Linked DNA regions of Zea mays: all the other regions are linked to region 2. A link is a contact called in public Hi-C data. All regions are on one chromosome and are shown on one strand. The core of a region is the stretch at or near the end of the contact, and the rest is flanking DNA. Distances in the headings are between cores, read along the strand shown.

Evidence for each region. Hi-C and Micro-C count contacts between places; a contact is called where the count stands out from the background.
Region 1: a contact with region 2 is called in a Hi-C map of ear, with 3 times the contacts expected there. The contact joins the promoter of LOC100192539 here to the promoter of LOC100192052 in region 2. A contact is called at or near these places in 10 of 25 Hi-C or Micro-C datasets (bundle sheath, ear, endosperm and 3 more) and 2 of 3 datasets of contacts at active chromatin or transcription factors (leaf and seedling).
Region 3: a Hi-C map of root tip shows a contact between it and region 2, with 3 times the contacts expected there. The contact joins the promoter of LOC100273191 here to the promoter of LOC100192052 in region 2. A contact is called at or near these places in 7 of 25 Hi-C or Micro-C datasets (ear, endosperm, leaf and 2 more) and 1 of 3 datasets of contacts at active chromatin or transcription factors (seedling).

The regions. Positions count from the first base shown.
Region 1 is chr1:293,526,469-293,529,343 of Zm-B73-REFERENCE-NAM-5.0, forward strand. LOC100192539 (putative zinc metalloprotease EGY1 chloroplastic) reads right to left here and starts at 1,338. Exons shown (of 10, transcript NM_001137758.1): 1 at 817-1,338. The coding sequence starts at 1,173.
Region 2 is chr1:293,660,413-293,663,330 of Zm-B73-REFERENCE-NAM-5.0, forward strand. It overlaps LOC100192052 (Ubiquitin-conjugating enzyme E2 2), which reads left to right and starts at 1,445. Exons shown (of 5, transcript NM_001137475.2): 1 at 1,445-1,709; 2 at 1,843-1,868. The coding sequence starts at 1,585.
Region 3 is chr1:293,493,910-293,496,703 of Zm-B73-REFERENCE-NAM-5.0, forward strand. It overlaps LOC100273191, which reads right to left and starts at 1,278. Exons shown (of 5, transcript NM_001147635.1): 1 at 700-1,278. The coding sequence starts at 1,151.

The sequences.
Region 1 (2,875 bases), core at 88-2,587, 130 kb before region 2:
GGATGCATTGAACTCCAGCAGCATACTAGGGCTCAAAATTAACTCAAGACCAACCCTATGAAGGATGGTGCCTGTGCACAAGTATGCACCTAGCGACTCAGTTTGGGCAAACATATTTACATCACCAGAGGTTAACTTGGATTAACTATGTCTGGAATGTCACGTGTTATGGGTACGATTGGATGCTGCAGCGTGCAAGCCATGTCAAACCATTGGCTAGCCAAAAATTGGTGGAGGACGGCCATACTTGGGCTAAAAAAAGGACTGCGGCATGGGCACTGGAACCAGGCCAAGCTAAATAAATCTCTTGCTGCCATCCAAATGATATCCTTGCCCATGGTCAACGACCAAAATGAGGTTGGGCTTCTACAGACGACAGGTAATAATTCAAGCGTACCCTATATAACCGTACTATTATTATTTACTCGATCTCTAATATACAGCTTACCAGCAGCTAGTACACACAGTATATACGTGAATTCAATCTGAAAATCAACAATGAACAGATGAACAAAAAGTTAGCCCATGCGTCTCTAATTGTGTAAAATCCTCTCATTCCAGAAAAGCTCTGGCCAGTGAATGGTCAAGACTCAAGGCATACTACTGAGCTCAATACAAAGCTACACCTACACGGCCACACCCACACAAAACTCTCTACAATTCGTTCACAATTAACCCAACGCCCACAGCTACCCGGCCCATCGAAATGAACAATGCCTCCCACCAGAAACAAAATAACAAGCAAACCCTGTGTAAGTGAATATTACTCCAACGCAAGCAATGCAAAGGTTGATCCATTGTGCATTTGGTTGTTACCCCGGACGACGAGGATGAGGAAGAAAAGCTCCCTGACCGACTCCGCTCGGACGCCAGCTCCTCCCCAGCGCCCACCTGTGTCTCCGCTGGAACCGAGGCCGGGGATGCCGCCGCCGTTGCCGATGTCTCCTCCTCGCCACGCTTTTCCCCCTCCTCCCCGCCGCCCCCGTCGGTGGAGAAGCATCGAAGCCGGTCGCGCCGCCTCAGGGCCCTCCACCCGACCTTCAGCCTCCATCCCAAGCACACGCCGATCGAGCAGACTGGACCCGAACTAGAAGCGGAGGCCTGGGGCCTGGGGAGGCGGAGGCGGGAGGTAGTTAGGTGAACAAGCGGCGAGCTCGCAAGCGCGGCGGCCATCCCCGGCTTGGTGTGCAGCGCCGAGCGGCCCTCCAAGTTCGCCGGTGCGGTGGTCGCAGCGGGAGGCGGGGAGAGGGTGGTGGACTGGTGGGGACTGGGGAGGATAGGGTGCGATGCGACTGTCGACGGGGGACGGGAGGAAGGGGGAGGGGAGAGAGGTGCTGGATTTGGTTCGGACCGACGTGGCAGCGAGTTTGGCGGCGAGCCGGCGATGCTTTCCACTTTCCAGCGTCCAAAGTCGAAGTGTCCAACGCAGGGTGGGGAATCTACTTCCCGTCTAGTTTGGAGCAAGAAAACCTAAGAATATTTTAGGGACCAAATGCTAGTTTGGAATCTCATTTTTCTAAAGAATTTATATTTTACAATTTTTCAAAGTTTATATGTAAGTTTATCTTAAATTTATATAATGAGAGATAAAAATTAATTCTATAGATTTACATTCTACTTTTCTAATGTACAATTTATAACATACTCCTCTATTTGCTTCTAAATAACATAAGTATAATGTATAACTATTTCTCTCATATAATTTAGAATAATATATAAATATATTATATAAATATATTAACTTATAGTTTGTGTATAAATTATGATTATTAGAATGAAATTCAATTCCAACGAAACAAACAGGCCCAAGAGAAATTAGTCCATTTTTCCTTACGAAAATAGAAATCTCTCGGAAAAATGGAGTTTTTTAAACCAGTCCTAACCTTCTCTTTGACTTTGTGGCTCCCAAACTAGCTCCCACAGTTCTACATTTGTAGTGGTTAGCAAGATTGTGGGATGTAGCGGGCTCTTTGTCGGCCTGGCCAAGGACTCATGCATGCCTTTTGGGTTTAGGTTCTAGTCTGCAGCGAGAGCAACCTCAAACCATCAATCCAGAAAATTTGAATGGGAAATCGATTTAGGGTCTCTTTAGCATTACTCTATCTCTAACTCGTCATGGAACACTACCAAACAGTTAAAAATGGTTTCTCATTAAGAGCCCTCCAAGAGTTAGAGTTGTTTTCTTGTTGGGAGCCGAAGCACTAAAAACTTGTTTTCTATCGACTAATATATTTCCTTATACACCATTTGAAATAAATATAAGAGAATCGGTTTTGCCAAACAAATTGAAAAACGGTTGTGACTCCTTTAGAGAAGCCAAGTAGCCAGAGGACTCAGAGACGAAGTTGTTTTCAGAGGATCCATAGCTTGCCAAAGGGGCCTTAGAGGAAGCCCATGGTGTTTGGATTTCGTCTGGCTACTATTCAGTGTGACTACAATATACCATGGTGCATTATGTTTATAACATTTTATTTTGTTAGAAGTATTCTTATCCTTAGATCATGTTTATAACCTCTAAATCTAATAATTAGTTGCTAAAATTAGTTTTAGAGTTTTCAAACACCTCTAGCTAATACTCTAGCTAATTGTTAGCTAACTCACAACTAACAATTAGTTTATTAGTTGGTTGAACCATCTAATAATTTATTAGCTGACTAACTATTAGGTCTATGTATTCCAAACACGACCATAGTTGTGGAATATTTTTTCTATTATTTATTATCATCTAAATTAGAAATCGAAGAAAAGATGTTATAGTTGCCTACAGTTGGTTCGAATGGCTCTTAACAAACCAGCTAAAGGGGCAATCAAAGGCAAAATAGTTGGCACATAGTGTTGGGTACGTGGGAGCATGGTATTAAAGAAGGCCCCAAGA
Region 2 (2,918 bases), core at 195-2,694:
GGGTAGGGGCTCCATCGCACGGTTGAGATTGCATAAAGGCAAATTGGACGGTTAAGATTGCAGAACGGCAGAACCAGGGTAGGCAGGCTACCCCTTTGCAGCCTTAATATACTGCACCGGTTTAAATGATCTTTATTCGTTTTCCCCGTTTCCTCTCCTTTGCTGTGTTGTTACTTTCGGCAAGCACATCTCATCTGGTGAGCACATCTCATATTGATATTGTTGGTTAAAGTTTGGTTATTCTTGGATTCAAAATAACACGATGAGTTGTGTTCTTGTAGGTAGGCTATGATATGTTTCTGACACATTTTTTGCTAATGGCTTCTAGGAAACGACACAAGATTGGTGAGGTGATCGCCAAATCTTGCCTGGAGAAAGGGATCTCCAAAGTTGTCCTAGATCGAGGCAGATTCCTCTACCATGGTGCGTAAAAGCTCTTGTTGATTCTGCTAGAGAGCACGTGCTTGAATTCTGAATCCGTCCAAATGTGTGTTCATATATATCTTCAGGATCACCTATAATCTTTTCCCTTTTTTCTTTAACTACGTATGTCGAGCAGGGTTGTTTACAGTTTGTTTTCGTTTATGTTCTTCAATATTCCAGGCATAAATGATAGAACTCGGTGCTAGAAGCAGTTCCGCATGTTGTCCACCCTAAGGACGATGGCTTGATAGGATGGCCTTCCATTTGGAGCAGATGATATTGTGCTCTTATGCTTAAGAGTGGGTCGTAGGGTTCATGGGCTCTCTCCAGTTTGACAGAGTGAGATGCTTAACATGAGTAGATTAGGCGGTGGCAGGAATTCCGCTGTGCTGATTAGTTTCTCGGGAGAGTAAGGCACTTACATTGTTCTCGATTAGCAACGTGTATACCTCATCGCTCCTTGTCGTAGGCCTTACAGCTCGTGCTTCGGCTTTCATGCAACCCCCCTCCTTGCTTCGATTAGCAACACATGATTAGAATTATTTCTGTAGGTTTTGGTAGATAATGCTTTATAGTAGTAGAGATTAGATGTTAGAAAAGAATATTTTAGATATTGAGGTCGATGATTATCTTGTTCGTTTTCATGTACCGTTTTGCACTAACATTCTATCGAATAATTTATATATCATCGCGACATTGCAATGTGTAGTGGTGAAATAGTTAGATTAAAATAATAAAATTTATGTATGATAAAATCACAAACGGATTACGAAACCTTTTCTTTTTACAGTATATCACATTTATACATAAATTATCTTGGTATTATATATAAGTTATCTTTGTATTATATATTCCCGTTGCAACGCACGATCACTCGTTGGGCGAGGGGCGCGTGGGGGCAACGCGACCTCGGCCGCTCGGGGAAGGGTCGGTCCACACACGCCGCTCGCGCTTCGCGTCGGTTTTATGCACGACTCCTTTTCGCACCCGGCTGGCCGGCTCCCCACCTGCTCGCCTCTCGCTCCGAAGCTTCTCCTCTCGCGTATCCTACCAGGAGGGTGGGAGACCCAGGGAGCGGAGGTGTGCGAAGCTCGCCTCGCACCACGCGCTGCGGCCTGCGGGGCGAGAGATCGGGGCCTGAGCTAGGGTCTGGTGGCGGAGATGTCGACGCCGGCGAGGAAGCGCCTGATGCGGGACTTCAAGCGCCTGCAGCAGGACCCGCCCGCCGGCATCAGCGGCGCGCCGTACGACAACAATATCATGCTCTGGAACGCCGTCATATTCGGGTATCAGCCCGCCTATTTCTGTGATGTTAGGTTAGCTAGCCTAAGGATCTAGTGAGGCGTGAGGCCGCGATACTTTTGGTGGGTTTTAATGCTGACTGTGCTTTTTCTCTTGGTGTTTGTTGCGATTCTGCAGGCCGGATGACACGCCGTGGGATGGAGGTGAGACCCATCCGATTTAGTTTGGCTCGATCTGTAATTGTTCAATAGCTGGCGTCTGCATTTTTTGGGTACTGCCAATGTCGTTAGTTGATGATTGGTTGACTGAAATACTGAATTCTACCTTATATGCCGACTGTTCTATAGTTGTGCACGATAGGTCCCAAATTTCTCGTCTGATTTGCATCTCGAAGCATATATGCAAACAAATGTTAACGAACTGCAAATATTAACCTCTACGAGCTTAAGAACAAGCTGCCTGCATAGAATCCGTGCTTCACTTGCATGCTTTCATGATGAAGGTATCTTCCAGTTGTTTCGTTCCTTATGCACCGTTTTCCAAAAAAAAAGAGCCTGGTCTGTAATGCCTTTTTTGTTCTTTATTAATGCTAACGGTTGTCACAAGTTACCAAAGGGAAGGCATGTCTGATTGACATGAAAGATATTAATAGTTAAACTCTGAATATGTGTGTTTTGCCAAGCATACTACTACATCTAGCTTTTATTATCTTTCTTATACAGCTAATAAAAGGCAAACATCATAGCATTGGGAAGTTGGAATTGTAAATTGTCTTGTTGTTTTTGACATCAACATGGTCTTCAATAATTGTTTACAATAGGCGCCATATTTCTCGTTTGATTTGGAACCTCGAAGTGAAGATGCAAATCAATGGATACGAACTATGAATATTTACCCCTACGAGCTTAGGAACAAGCTGCCTACTTAGGAACCTTGCATTTATTTGCATCATTGCATGTTTTCCTGATATAGGAGCCTTGCAGTTGTGTCATCCCTTTTATATTGTTTACCGAATAAGTTTTTTTTTCTCGAAACACGCAGCAGAGCTGCGTATAATTTATATTAAGAAAGAGAAAGGTCTTACCGAATAAGTAAAGCTGTGATGCCTTTATTTTTTGTTCTTTAGATGCTAACGATTGTCAGAAGCTACCAAAGGGAAACATGTTTGTTTGACATATTATTTAGTCAATTCTGGGTATGTGCATTTTAGCCAAGCATATCTGTTCATCTCTGTCCTTAATTAAGTCACTGAG
Region 3 (2,794 bases), core at 28-2,527, 170 kb before region 2:
TGACCATCTTAGGCATATGTTCGGTTTGTAGCCACAGCTGTGGCAACTGATAAGATTTTTCTCAACTGTGTAGGTCCCACTCGTCAATGATTTTTAAAAGTGTGCTAAAATTTCCTTAGCCATACTAAGATGTGGCGAAGAATTTTAGCGCCTAACTTTAGACAAGTGTGGCAGAAAATATATGGCAATGGCGCCTTGGCATACAACCAAACATGCCTTAATTTCAGGATAACATCAAGCAGTTACAGTTCAATGGGTTGAGCAATGGAAATATTAATGATTAACACAAACAGGGAAGCAACCGAATGAAACTGTAATAAATACATCATTGCAGGCATCTGTGTGATCACAGCTGTAGCACAACTGAATCACATCTAGGTACTATAGATCGCCAATTTTGTTAGACAGCGTTCGTTGTAAAACTCACAGGCCACTTAATAGGCTGGAGCAATACAAACACATCCAATCCAAATCAACTAAAATCAGGCACCGAAACAAAAACATGGACTATCATGTAGAATAATCACTAAAATAACACCCAACATCCACCAACTACTTTCAAATCAAACTAATTCGGCAGATACCCTGTAACCAATCTAGCCACTAGACACTCGTTCTAAACCTAAACAGAGCTCATTACTCAATGCAAGCTGCTTTAAGGCGGCAAGAGAGAAGGGGACAAAACTCCTAGATCATTACCACATGGATCCGCGGTACTTGAGAGTGTACGGTCCGGACTCTAGGGAGCGGTCAAAGTGCGAGTGCACCTTGTGCTTGCCCTTGCCACTCTGGTCTAGAAGCGTGAGCTCGAAGAGCGCGCGCACGTCGGTGCCGTCGGACGCGAGCGCGATGAAGACCGAGACGTAGCCGGAGTTGTCCTCGGGGTTCTTCCCGTCTGGGTAAAAGTAGATCGCCCACTGGTAGCCGCCGACGGTGAAGGTGTCGCTGGCGATGTGCTTCCCCACGCCCATGCCCTTGGCGAGCGAGTAGCCCTGGATCACGAAGCGGTGGGACCCGTTCACCGTCTGCGTCACGGAGCGCGAGCTGGTCGGGGACGCCGCCAAGTCCCGCGCCCGGTCGCCCGACGCCGCGGCATGGTGCGGAGGGGAGGCCTCGCCCCCGTCGCCGAGGCCGGCGTCCTCGTCCTCCATGGGGAGGGGAGCGGCGAGGGAGGAGAGGCTAGGATTTGGGAGCGGGAGGTTCCTCGGCAAGGTCGGGGACGGGGAAAGAAGCGGACGGGATTGGGGATTGGGGTTGCTGGGCTTGCCGAGGGCGAGGAGATGGGGGTGGAAGTGGAACCGTGGAAGAGGATGGAAACAGGAGACCTGGAACGGAAATGAAATGGAGAGGAAGTCGACAGGGGACGGGACAATGCCAGCTTGGAAGGGTCTACCGGTTGTTTTGTGGACCAAAAACGGCTATATATAAATTGTTATGGTTATTAATTATTTTGCGTTATAAATCATAGTGAAAATAAGAATAGAAAGTCTGATAACCTTAGTTTAGTAGCGTTTCCATACCACGACGAAAAATAACATGTCGTGTCACTCTACTCATATTTACTAGTTGGTACAAATTTTCCTCTGTCCCTGCATACCTATGACTATGTCTATGTAGGTCAAAGATATCCATCCTATGGCTATGTGTTTGTTTGGTTTAGCTTTTTATGAGTAGCTTTTCTGAAAACCTGGCTGTGGTAAAAAGTTGGATGTGGTTTAAGTGTTTGGTTCGGCTGCTGTGGGAAGAAACTGATGGTTAGAATCTAGTTGTTTGGATACGGAGATTCTGAGATTGTAAGTATAGAGTGAAAAAAATGAAACAGGGAAAGACACAATAAACAACGCTTGACTACAATTAGACAGATATGTCCACTGCACCATTACTATGCATTGGTTCACATAAATAACTACGACACTAATGCATTAGCAATTTCATCTCTAAATGCACTCATGTCTAACTCATCTGATGTGCTAGTACTACTCTCACATATACCTACATCCTGAACATACGTCGTGCTAGGTACAAACTGGTCAAAGTCGCAATCGTGTATAGCACTATCTCGAATGAAGTTATGCAACGCCATGCATGCAATAATTATCTTTGATTGTTTACTAAGTGAAAATGATGGCAGATTTAGAAGGATTCTCCACTTCATCTTCAGCACCCCAAATAAACGCTCTATCACATTCCTCAGTGATGAGTGGGCATAGTTGAAAACTTCTTTGGCACCAACTGGTTGCCGCGCATGTTGTCATTCCGAAATATGGTATTTCTGACCCTTATAAGGTGCAAGATATCCCTTCCTGTTAGGGTACCCTGAATCTACAAGATAACATTTCTCTGCAAAATGTCACAAAGGTTAAGGACATACATAACGTCATTAAGTACAAATGCTAAGTCTTGTAAAATATACCAATACCTTCTGGAGGATGCGGGAACCGATCCCCGTACGTGATCAAAGTATCTTGTAGCACTCTAGTGTCATGCACCGAACCAGGCCACCTAGTCACAACAAAAGTGTACCTCATATCGAAGTCACAGACCACCATGACATTCTACTATGCGTAACCATGACGACCAATATATTTTGGTTGCTCAGTCGAAGGCACAAACGCGGGAAAGTGGCTTCCATCGATTGCTCCTATGCAGTCCTTGAAATGTGGCCAAAATCGAACCTCTCGTAGCCTAGGATGCATGTCAGTGAAATGGTGGTCCCTAGGCTTAATAACGTCATTAGACATCCTATATATTGCGTGTAGGACTTCACTAAATTTCTGGCTGATTGTTTCCAATG